Linked DNA regions of Mus musculus: region 2 is linked to region 1. The links are chromatin contacts, called in public Hi-C maps. All regions are on one chromosome and are shown on one strand. Each heading gives the region's core, a stretch centred on a gene start, on an enhancer-like site or on the middle of the called end of the contact. The rest is flanking DNA. Distances are from core to core; before and after follow the strand shown. Region 1 holds the start of Begain (brain-enriched guanylate kinase-associated). Region 2 has its middle 44 kb from the start of Begain.

What was found. A called contact is a pair of places that touch in the nucleus more often than the background predicts.
Region 2: a Hi-C map of the N1E-115 cell line shows a contact between it and region 1, with 1.9 times the contacts expected there. The contact joins the enhancer-like site here to the promoter of Begain in region 1. A contact is called at or near these places in 1 of 15 datasets of contacts at CTCF or cohesin (the NIH/3T3 cell line), 2 of 484 Hi-C or Micro-C datasets (the N1E-115 cell line and pre-B cells) and 2 of 9 other capture datasets (adipose tissue and pancreatic islet).

What each region holds. Positions count from the first base shown.
Region 1 is chr12:109,066,662-109,072,382 of GRCm38.p6, reverse strand. Begain (brain-enriched guanylate kinase-associated) reads left to right here and starts at 4,166. Exons shown (of 7, transcript NM_001163175.1): 1 at 4,166-4,257. The coding sequence starts at 4,216.
Region 2 is chr12:109,109,054-109,114,941 of GRCm38.p6, reverse strand. No RefSeq gene overlaps it. Among named protein-coding and RNA genes, the nearest start is that of Begain, 44 kb to the right of the region's middle. Within about 2 kb of position 3,876, at least 15 of the 459 cell types and tissues checked have an H3K27ac peak or open chromatin away from gene starts, as enhancers often do. A contact at or near this core is called in the N1E-115 cell line, where this site is marked.

The DNA.
Region 1 (5,721 bases), core at 2,917-5,416:
GGAACAGGCAGATCCCCCTGCCAAAGCTGCCCGCCCCTCCGGAGTGCAAAAGTCCTTTACTCTAAGCCTAAGGCCATCTTCTTACCCTCTTTGGTTTGGTTTCAAAACTATCCCATTTTAGAAGAGTAAACCTCGTGTTGGAGGAGTTTGGGTGAACAGGCCACCATACTTGCGTTTCCTGCTCCAACCTGTGGCCTCACGGGAACAGCACCCTGGGCTTCTAAGCCTCAACTCTGGCTGCAACACCTTGCAGTTGGGGCAGCTATCTAAACCCTATCCTCCACCCCCACTTCCCAGTTCACACTGCTCTGAGGTCAACACTTCATAAGCCCCTCCCCCCACCCCCGGTGGATACAACTTCCAGAGATTCCCCCTGGCCCTTGTCACCCCGACAGTTTTAAGTCCCTTGAGACCAGTGCTTATTGCAGTGTGGGGCTGGGGCAGTCAGATCTCTGCTTAAATCGCAGCTACTGCTAAGCTTCATCCCTGCTAAGGTAGGCCCAGGGGTTGTGGGTCAGAGGGATGTCCCTAGGGTCGCCATGAGCCTTGTGCCTGAGAGCCCCTCTGGGTAGTTCCTTTGGGGCCTCTTCTGGTGTGTGAATCTGTGAATGAGGCCAACACTTGGTTGGGGTTACTAGTATAGAGCCCAGAGTGCTAGGGGCCCAGAATAGCCCTGCCAACTACATGCACCAGAGGAGGCTGGTGGCAGAGACCTCTGCCCACCTTCTCAGCCAGGGCTCCTGCCTCCTGCCTCCTGTCAGCCAGCCCTACCCAGCTCCACCCAGCACAGCTCCCAGTCTCCTAGGGAAAACAGACTAGATCTCTCATGGGCGCGCATACTGGCTGGGACACACAAAACCGGCAGAAATAATTTTCCTGCCCAGTGGAGTGAGGAAAATTGGTGGCCGCCTCAGAGTTCCTGTTTTCAATGAGGGCAGTCTACTCATGTCCCGGCGACTGTGGCCCTGCTGCCACCTTGCGTCCCAGCGGGGAGTCCGTGCCTGGCACACTGGCTCTGCCCAGCATTGGAGTCTCCTGATCCTGTGACTCCTGCCTGCGACCGGCCGCAGACTCTTCCTGTAGGGTGAATCTTTCTCGGGCTTTATCCAATCACTGTATCTTCTGAACATTATATGGGAAAGCACACAGACAAAGGTGACCCAGGAACACTCCGAGACAACAGAAGCTTAGATATGGTTTCCCGGGACCCAGGCCAGAGGTCTAGCTGTTGGAGGAGGGGTCACTCCCAAGTTGGTCTTCACTAGCTGTCCTGAGTGAGAATGGAAGACGCAGGGATATTTAGACCACGACGCACCCAAGTGGAGCCACACTCTTGCCAGGAGACAAGATTGTGAAGGTTTTGGAAGTTGGGAGGGAAAATCAAGTCTCTCCTTGGGACCAGAAAGTTGGGGATCTGGACAAAGCTGAGGCCATTCCAGGAGTTCTCCTCACTGGGATGTTGTCTCTTGTTTGATGAGGATACAGTAAGCATGTCTGTGGGTGGATGGAGATGGAAGGGCAACCTGGAGACAGAAGAGACTCCTGAGCCTGAGGTGGGAACCAGGTTCCTTGCTGTAGGTTTGGGGAGACAGCAGGAACCTTGCCTGTAAGACCCACAGTGTGGCAAAAGGCACAACCCTGTGACGGTCTCAGGTGTGCAGTGAGTGACCAGAAAGGAGGAAGAGGGACCATGGATGAACGGGCCTCACTGAGACAAATGCTTCGCTGGGGTGGGGTCTCTCCTGCGGCTGGCCAAGTCCAACAATATACTTCTGGAGGAACAGCCGGTCTTCTGCTCCCTAGATGGCACAAGTATGCTGGGACAGTTATGGAACCCTAGTGTCCAGACATCTGGAAAGCTGATGAGGGTTGGGGACAGGAACTGAGGACCAAGGCCTCTACCACACGGGGTAGTGTTCCCCACGTCCACCCCAGCTGAAGACAGGCCTCCTCTAGGAAGTTCCTCCTGGGTTACTATGCTCTGCTGTTCTGAACGCAAAAGCCCTGGGCTCTCAACTGTTGGGATGCTCTTCAGGTGACACCCCTAGGCTTTCCTCTACCTGGGAGAAGGTCAGACATGGATAGGGGCACTGGGCCAGACGAACGATGTGCTCAAATCCTTGATCAGCTTTCTCCTTGCTAGTGGCCTCTGGGAAGGGGCATAACCTCTAAGCTTCCGTTGTACTGTCTGCAAAGGGAGCAGTACCACCTTTCACATGGAGTGTGACAGGGACAAAAGACCCACAGCCAGGGACAGCTGTCTCCCTGTCCCCTCCCACTGGTGGGAGATGAAGGGAGTCTAGTGAGGGAGGGATGAAACAAGACCTTAGGAACAACTCTAGAGTTGAAGGTTGAAGCCTTCCCAAGCAAGCCTGGCCTGAGTCTGAAGACTTCCGAAGTATAGCAGGCAGGAGCCATTGGCCCCTCCCCTTCCTCTCTAGCCATCTGTGCATTGGCAGCAGAGGAGGCAGGGCAGAGGAGAACAGCGTTCTGGCTTCACCTGAGCAGGACCCATCTCTAAGGGAAGGCTACAGCCCAGGGCAGGAAATATAGACAGAACCCAGTTCTATGGGCTACATCTGTGTTCTCTGTTTTTCCCTTCAGGCCTTTGGAGGCCTGTATGGGGGAAAGTAGGACTTTAAGGACTGTTCCATCTCTGTCAGGAGGACCGCAGTGATCAGGATTGGTGGCCCATGCTACCTCTAACTTCAGCATGGGTTAACTCAGATCCCCAGAGCAAGAGACACATCCACAGTGAGTCAGAAGTTAGCATAAGCTGGCCACCGTGGGCCAGGGCTGCCTTCTTGTACCTGCCTCAGTTGTGGTCCATACTCCTAGAGTTAGGAGGAGCATCCTGAGGCTCACTGAACCCTCCCCTTCCACACCTATTACAGAGTAATGTCCCTGGGGAAGATAAGGGACACTCCTAACTTCTACCCCACCCCCACCCCCGTGTCTGCCTGTTCCTCCTGGAGACTCACTTTTATTGCCTCTCTCTCTTCCTTCGCTGTCAGCACACTTTTCCTGTGCTGTCACAGTGCCTGAGTGCACCAGCTACTCCCCTAATTAAAGGAGAGAGAAGCTGCAATGTACACAGCACATAAGGCCGAGGGGTGGATGGTGGTGACAGCCCCGTGACAGCATGGATGTCCTCGCTGCCCCTGGACCGTACACTTAAAGGTGATTAAAATGCTAACTCTTGACATGTATGTTTACCACAGTACAATGTCAACATACGTGCTGTAGTCGCTGCTAGTATCCCCTTATCTCCCTCGGAAACCATTAACACTCAACCGTTCAGCCCACAGGCCCTGAGAGAAGCCAAAGGTAGGCTCTGCTGTCTTTTTCCCCCACCCCAGATCCTTCCTGGCCCCATGTGATTGACTCTACTAGACTGGAAAGATGCTCCCGGGGCAGAAGGGGGACCCTGGTTTCTCGGGACTTATGCTAGTTAGCTTCCATACGTGCTCCAGTTTGGTTGGGACTATCAGCACCACTATGCCAGTGTCTCACCCAGGGCCAGAATAACCTGACAAGTCCTGAGCGCTACTGGGGCCAGAGAGGGATGCTCTACCACAGTCACAGTTGCCCTCCTGAAGTCATGATTCCTTTTGGATTACTTCTTGGAAAGAAGGAGCCCCTCCACTATTATGGAGCTCCCAGACAGAGATTTACAGGCCAGTCTTGGAAGTATATAGGGGGGCTGCTGCAGTTTAAGGAACCCATGACAGGTATGGGGGCTAGGCATCGGCCAGAACTTGAAGGGCAGAGCAGTGGACTACACCCTTGGAAGTCACTGTCCTGTCTGTAAACTGCAAGGTCCCTGAGGGCAGGGACCTGTCTCTCACTGCCAAGTCAGTCCCTGGGGACCTGAGTGGCCGGTACACAGCAGGTACCTACTAAATGCTGGTACCCCACCCCCAAGCAGGGCCCGGGACACAAGGCGTTGCACCCCACACTCCTCCATTCATGCCCGCCGCCATTCATGCGCGCGGGACTCATTCACCCCGCGCGCCGCCATTCCGCGCCCTGTGCGCCCCGCGCCCACCACGTGCGCCCTGCCCGGCGCGGCGCGGGGAAGCGCCGGAGCAGCCGCGGCTGCGCGGGGCCGGGGCTGGCGGGGAGCCGGGCCGGGGGCGGGGGGCGGGCGCTCCCTGCGGGAAGCGGGGCGCTGGGGAGCCCCGGCCGCGGGCTCGGGCGCGCAGAGCCGGGGCCATGTGGACGGGTGGCCGGCGGCCGGGCCGGCTTCGCCGGGCGGTGAGTACCCGAGAGCCGGGCTGGCAGGGCGCGGGGCGGGGCTGGGCGGCGGGCACCACGCTGGGGCGGTCCCTGCGCGCGCCCGCGGCGGCCCTGGGTGGCGCCGGGGCCCGGGGCCCTCGCGCGGGGCGGGGCGGCCGGGCCTCCGCGGCTGCTTTGCGCGTGCGGCCTGAGGACTTGCGGAAGGCGGGTGTAGGGGGCCCGGCTGAGCCCACCCCGTTCGGGGGGCGGCCCTGGAGAGGCCGCAGAGCCGGAAGGAGACTGGCCAGGGACCGCTTCCCGAGCGTGGGCCGCGCGTGGGCCCGCGCATGCCTCGGGCACCTTCATCTCCGGCCGCCCTAGCAGGCCGCCAGCAGTCCTCCCCATGGACAGGCGAGGAAACTGAGGCTGGGCAGGCAGGGCCACTCTGCAGGCGCTGACCTGCTCACAGAGCCCCTGCACGTTGGCTGGGAATTTCTGCCCCTAGCATTTCCGTTTCCTGCCTGGTTTAGAGGTGTTTCATTCCTCGTGTGTGCCCACCCCATCAGAACAAGGTTCCTTTGGGGCAAGAGCTGCGTGGGCGACATCTCGGAATCTCCTGAGGGAGCAGGATGGGAGCTGGGAAGGTCCCCTGGAGCAAGGGCTGGCTGCAAGAGACAGACAGGAGCCATGCAGGTGTGCAACCCTGATGCCCAGGGTTGGTCCACCAGTGCAGTCCCTGGGCACATGTGGGGGACATCATCTTTCTGGATTCCCTTATCCTGAGGTCCCAATACCCTGGGCCCCTGGAGGCCATGGGATGCTCTCTTAGGTTCTCTGGGCCTCAGTTCCCCCACTGTCCAGGAGTAAGTGGTCTTTGCTACTCTCAAGTCTAGGCTATGAGAAGGTCTCTAGGAGGAAGCCCCTTTTCTGTGCTGTGTCTGGGCAGCCCAGTAGGGCAAGTGGCCTTTGGGGACGGCTCTGCCTGGCATCTGTGACAAGCAGGGCGGGGAGGCAGCAGCAGGGCCTGGCAGCCTCCTGCAAACCCTTAATTTTCCCACAGCTCACTATAATCAGGGCGGCTCTGGAAAGCAAGCACAGTGGCAGATGCAGGCGCAGGGCGAGGGGCTCCTGAGCAGCACCAAGGACCCTCCCAAGTTCCTGTCTCACATGTGTTCATTCCTGTGGCCTGCTCTGTGTGCTGGCTCCTGAGTAGTGAAGTGGGAAGTCAGGGATGCCTGGGGCCATGGCCTGTAAGAACTTCTCATAGGCTGGAGGTCAGGTGAGGGACCCACATAGGCCAAGAGCAGAATTCAGTGTGAAGCAGTCCGGACAAGGACTTACTTTCTCTTTCTCTCTCTGTCTCTCTCTCTGTCTCTCTCTCTGTCTCTCTCTTCTCTCTCTCTCTCTCTCTCTCTCTCTCTCTCTCTCTCTCTCTCTCTCTCTCGGCCTTGAGCATCTGGTTGGCCTGCAGTGGCTGCCATTTATAGAATACTGACTGTGTAC
Region 2 (5,888 bases), core at 2,627-5,126, 43 kb before region 1:
AGACTCTAGTATGGTGGGCAATGGGGACATTAGGCACAGCAACTAGCTGGAGCTTTATTTAGAGGTACCAGCTAGCTCAGAGATAAGCTCACAGTCACCCAGACAAGGTAACACCTGCAGACCAGGCGGCCACACTACAGAGCAGCAGCTTGAAATCTGTGAGCCAACAGCTCTCACGTCAAACACAGAGGCAGGATATCTGTCCCTAAAGTGGTCCCTGCTGTCATTCCCTCGTTCCAGAAGGAGGAGGAGCAAGGGGAGAGTTAGCTAGTCAACGCTGCTTCAGAGAGTCCTTTCAAGGAGCCTGAGATCTTGTGGGCCCACCCACCTTTGAGAAGCAGGAGGCTTACAGAGGACCAGGACAAGTCGGACAGTCCATCTGTGGAGGATCAGGACTAAGGTGTCCTCAGTACAAGGTGGTACATCCAGCAACCTGTCTTCCTCTCCTCCCTTCTCCCTTAGGGACCTGGCTTCAGCTGCTAGCCTTGAGCTTAGGGGCATTCAGGACTCTTACCCGTTGTATGGATCAGCTGCCTTCAGGAACAGCCTGACCCTGGACCAAAAGGCTGGAGCTATGGGAAAGTAGAGCTATAGAAACGTCCTTGAGACACAGCTAGACGCAAGCTGAAGCTAAGAGATTTTTTTTTCAATTCTTTTTATTTATTTACATTTCAAATGTTTCCCCCTTCCTGGTCTCCACTCCCAGAGTTCTTCACCCCATCCTGCCTCCCCTTTGCCTCTGAGTGGGTGCTCACCCACCCACCCACCGAACACATACACACACACACACACACACACACACACACACACACACACATATCTCCTTTCCCTGGGGCTTCAAGTCTCTACAGGATTAATTGTATCCTCTCCCACTAAAGCCAGACAAGGCAGTCCTCTGCTACATATGTGCTGGGGGCCATGGGCCAGCCCATGTATGCTCTTTGGTTATTGACTTAGTCTCGGTGCACTCCCAGGTTAGTTGACATTGTTGGTCTTCCTATGGGGTTGTCATCCCCTTCAGCGCCTTCAATCCTTTCCCTAACTCTTCCATAGGGGTCCCCAACCTCAGTCCAATGGTTGGCTGTAAGAGTGAGATTGACATTAACAGGATAGATGATAGATAGATAGATAGATAGATAGATAGATAGATAGATAGATAGATAGATCTCCACACAACAATGCACTGCAGGCTGGCAGGCTGGGCGAGCTTCAGCCCAGCTCCTCTGTGATAGAAGATTAAATGTGTGTCTTTATCCACGAGCACAATAAAGGCTCAGTACAAGCTGGCTGGCTCACCGCTGTTATTATTATTGACAACAGTGTTGTTATTACCGGATGGATCAGCTGGACATCTGTCACTTCTCTGAGCCACTTTGCACCATCTCCTCGGCACTCATCCTGCCGCAGGGAGCTATTGGGGGTGGGGAGGCTGGGGTCTTGGTGGGGGAGAAAGTGAAAAGCTGTGATTATCCTGAGTCCCAGGCTCAGCACAGGAGAATGTGCCCGCCCAGCCCCCCTAGCAATTACCCACAATGCTGGTGGCAACCAGCCAGATGTGCAGCAGCAGGGGAGGGAGCCAGCCGGTCCCCTGGAGCGAGTGGGAGACAGGGTCTTTCTGGAAGATTCTTGGGCCTAGCTTCCAAACCCTCTAGCCCCCAAGTTCTTAAACCCAAGACCCTTTGCACCAGTAGGCTTTGGAGTGTGCTTGTGGACTACCTGTCCTGGCCTCGGCCTTTCTGGCATCCAGCCAAGTTCTTTCTTGTCTCAGAGTGTTCACAAAGGCTGCGCATCTGGCCAGAATGTTCCCTCGAAACTTTGACCGCCTCCTTGGAATTCTTACTTAAATGTCCATTCTTGAGCCATCTTGCATAGGCCTTCAGTGACTCCCGGCCAAAGGATGGTCTCTGTAAGGTCCAGAGTCCTTCCAAGCCCACTTTGAAATTCCCTTACCTAAGTGTGTCCTAAAGGATGGGGACTGATGCTGGAAGCCGCCAGTTCCCCCAGGGAGACAAGCATGAACAGGAGAGGGCCCTGCCAGAGCCCAGCCTTTGTGCCTCCGTGGTTCCAACCTCCCTGCTGCTGAAGGGCAGCGCTGCTAACGAGGCATCTTTCTGTACACTCAGGCCAGGCTCATGTCTGAGCTAATTAATTTCCAGGTTCCACATGAATGCAAGCACTCGCAGAAAAGCCAGACCTAACGCGTAAGAACCCTGGAAGCCCAGAGGCCTGACAGCTCCCCATCTCTGGCTGCCTAACCAGTTTCCCATAGTGCTCAGGACAGCAGAGAGGGTGTAACTTGAGGTGCCCTGGCTCCTGGTCAAATCCAGATCAGAGGTTCTGGGGGGATGGGAACTTGGAAGTGGTCTGCCTCAGGCCATCTCTGTCTGCTGCCTTCTCGAGCTAGACTATGGACTTGCTGGGGCAAGGATCAAGTCAGTCTCATTTCTGGTCCTTAATGGCACCCTAAATAGTTGTGTTTTACAAGTACCTCCGGTGGGGGGTGGGGTGGAAAGAACTACAAACAATAGACAAAGCCCAGGGTTCTAGCTTCCTCCCAAATGGGCATCCATCCACTCTGGGTCCTGGGGGGCTCTAACTGACAACACTGTGAACATTGACAGCAAAGTGTCTGAGATTGCCTGGCTGAACTTCCATGGGGCCCAGAGCAGACCCCTCCCCCTGACTCCCCTTTCTGGGTCCAGTAAAGAAGGTGGTTCTCTGCGAAATGAAGTAGGTTAGCATCCTTATCGGAACCCTCAGGGCCGGATGTCTCGGGATCCTAAATCAGTTCACTTTCTGAAAAAATCGGGCATTGTCTTCACCTACCGTTACCAAGCATCTGAAGAAGCAGGAGCGGTACCTCCATCACATGTCCGTGTCACCATAGTGCATGCATGTACCCATTGTAGAAGCCAATACAGACATGTGGTGGTGCTAGCCCCTGGCTGCCTGCCTAGGCAGATGTTCTGGACTCCTAGAGCTGGCGGCTGACCATGCAGAGAAGCCTGCCTGGCTAGGTAGAGCTGCCCCAGCCTTGCCTCCCATTTCTAAACCTTGGAGGAAGGGTCAGTGTCTTAGTCAGAGTTTTACTGCTGTGAACAGACTCCATGACCAAGGCAATTACCATAAGGACAACATTTAATTGGGGCTGGTTTACAGGTTCAGAGGTTCAGTCCATTATCATCAAGGCTCATTCAGGCAGGCATGATGCAGGCAGAGCTGAGAGTTCTACATCTTCATCTGAAGGCTGCTAGCAGAATACTGGCTTCCAGGGAGCTAGGATGAGATTCTTAAAGCCCACACCCACAGTGACACACCTACTCCAACAAGGCCACATCTACTCCAACAGGGCCACAGCTTCTAATAATACCACGCCCTGTGCTGAGCAGATAGGAAACCATAACAGTTTCCTAAAGGGCAGAAGAACACAGGCAGGAATTGCCAAGGCTTAGATAGTGGTCACAATCCACTAGACTTGACATCCAGGCAGAGTCACTGCCCATTCTAGATCAGTTCCATCCCTAAAGGATTATAGGGCCTAAAACACATTGGCGTCCCCATTTTCCTTCCAGAAAGATGGGCCCGGGGATGCAATGGCCTAACAGCCCCTCAGGGGATAGGGCATTTGGGTGTGAGTGACAGAAGATAGCTTCCTCTATCAGAAATGCAAATAGGCCAACCCGGGCATTCTAACATCCGGGTTGGCTGTTCTGGTGGGTACCAGAGCCTCCTCAGCCTCCAGACCATTTTCCATAACTGCATATCTTCCAGAGCAGCAACAAGCAGTGGCTCCTTCTTGTGAATGGAGTCCCATTCATGCCACCTGGGCAGCAACCCCTTGGGACATTGGCCCCAGATCCTGCGCACACGCCAAGCCGGCTGAGCACAAGTTGCCAGTGTTGTGAAGCCAGCGCCCTGTGAACAATGCCTGCCTTCTCTGCGTTCCAACAGTTGACTGAGAAGTTCTCCCAACAGGCGAGGCTGCCTCCACACCCACCCTCCCCAGGGAGCCTTGACTTTTACCTCAAGCTCTACAAATTTTGGATCAAAGTGCTTGGGGTTCCCTCTCACTAACGAAAAGGAGACCCGGGATGTTCGAGGAAAGACTTTGAGATTTGTGGGCTTCTGGACACTTCCATCACTCCCTCCATAGGACTTGCAGGGCCCCTGTTCCTACCACTGGTTACAGAGGCATCAGCAGTGCAAGTTCCCTGGTTAGGATCTGCTCATGTGATGCCTGCAACAGGCAAGAGCTGGGCAGTGGCTCCTCCCACCCACAGCCAGGCAGGTACCTCCAGGTACTTTCAGGCAGCCCTTTTGAAGTCAGCTGGGGAACCACAAAAGCTAATTTCAAACTTCCCTTCTCTCCCAGTGTCAGTTCTAGACAATGCTTGCCCTGGCTCTGATTTCTGGGAGACGTGGACTAAATAAGGTAGGTCATTCTCATCGTTCCCATTCGGTGAGTGGACAGAGGGATAGAGAGATAGCCCAGCTTTCCTCCTCATAACTCTATACACACATGATATATTTCATACATAGGTGATCTGCCTCTTCCTTGTTCCCACCCTCTATGTAAGAATAGTTTTCATAGACAAGAATCCGTTTACTTCATCAACAGTTCCTCTCCAAGTCCAGTGTCTTTACAATGTGCCCTGAATGGTCCTACCAACCAGAGCCGTCTCTGTGTGATGAGGGAGCAGCCCATGTGACCACCCTCACTTCCAACCACCAGCTGCCACTCCATTCCACACAGGAGCCAACACAGGGCTTTTGGCCCCTCTGCCCTCTATGTTGCCTGCATGAGGGTCACAGGGCCTTTGCCTGCTCAGATGGGGAGGGCAGATGCTTACAGGGGTCTGGGCTTGACTCAAGGCAAACCTTTCAATATGGAGATTGGCGGATTTTGTTTTGCTTTTCTTCAGAATTAGGAAAAAAATGTGTGAGAAAAACATGCAACCCCAAATGTATATTTTTGTCTACTTTAAGTGTGCATAGTTCGGTGTCATTAGTGATACCCACAGTGTATAACCTTCAGCCTCACACCTGAAGTTCTAAACAACGGTCTCTCCCCCCCTCCCCCCCCCCTCTGCTTTCTGTCTCTGAATTGGCTTCCTCCAGGAAGTGCTTATAGCTAAACTATACAGTACTTGTCCTTTCACTGCTAGCTCATTTCACTCAGCATAGTGTTCTCCAGTTCATCCACAGAGTGGAAAGCAGCCGAACCCCCTTTTATTCTACTGTGGGGACAGAGCACCTCTTCCTACTTCATTCTTCTCTCAGGGGACACTTGGCTCCTTTCCCTCTTTTGGCTTTTCTGTATCTTGCTTAAAACATGGATGTCTAGACAGCTCTTCAAAATCCTGTCTCAGTTTGGGGAAGGTATGCTACCGTTTGAACATAAGAAAAACAAAAACAAAACAAAACCTTCTCATGTTGTGGACATGATCCACACGGTTGGCATTGCTTTGGGGGTGGGATGTAGCCGGAGGAAGTAAGTTACTGAGGATATGTCTCAAAGAGAAGCATGCTCAAGTGGAAATTTAAGGGTCCTTTGGAAAGTCAGTTGTGTCAGATGGGGGTTTTACCGGGGCAAACAGGGGAAGGAGTGTTTTTCTGAAGCAGACACAAGTAAACGGATGGTTTGCTAAAGCAGACACGCACAGGAACGGTTCACTGAAACAGACACAGTTGAGAGGATGTTTGGAGGGAGCATAAAGCTAACGCACGGGGAAGCGATGGAGGCTGAGCTTGGCTTGCTTGTGGAGCTGGCTGTGCGATGCTTGTGGGTCTCCCATCTTTCCTGGTCCTCACTTTGCTGAGGGACAGCCAAGAACTTCTCCTGGAAGTCCCTCCTGGTCTCTGTTGCTGACTCACGCTGATTCCACAAG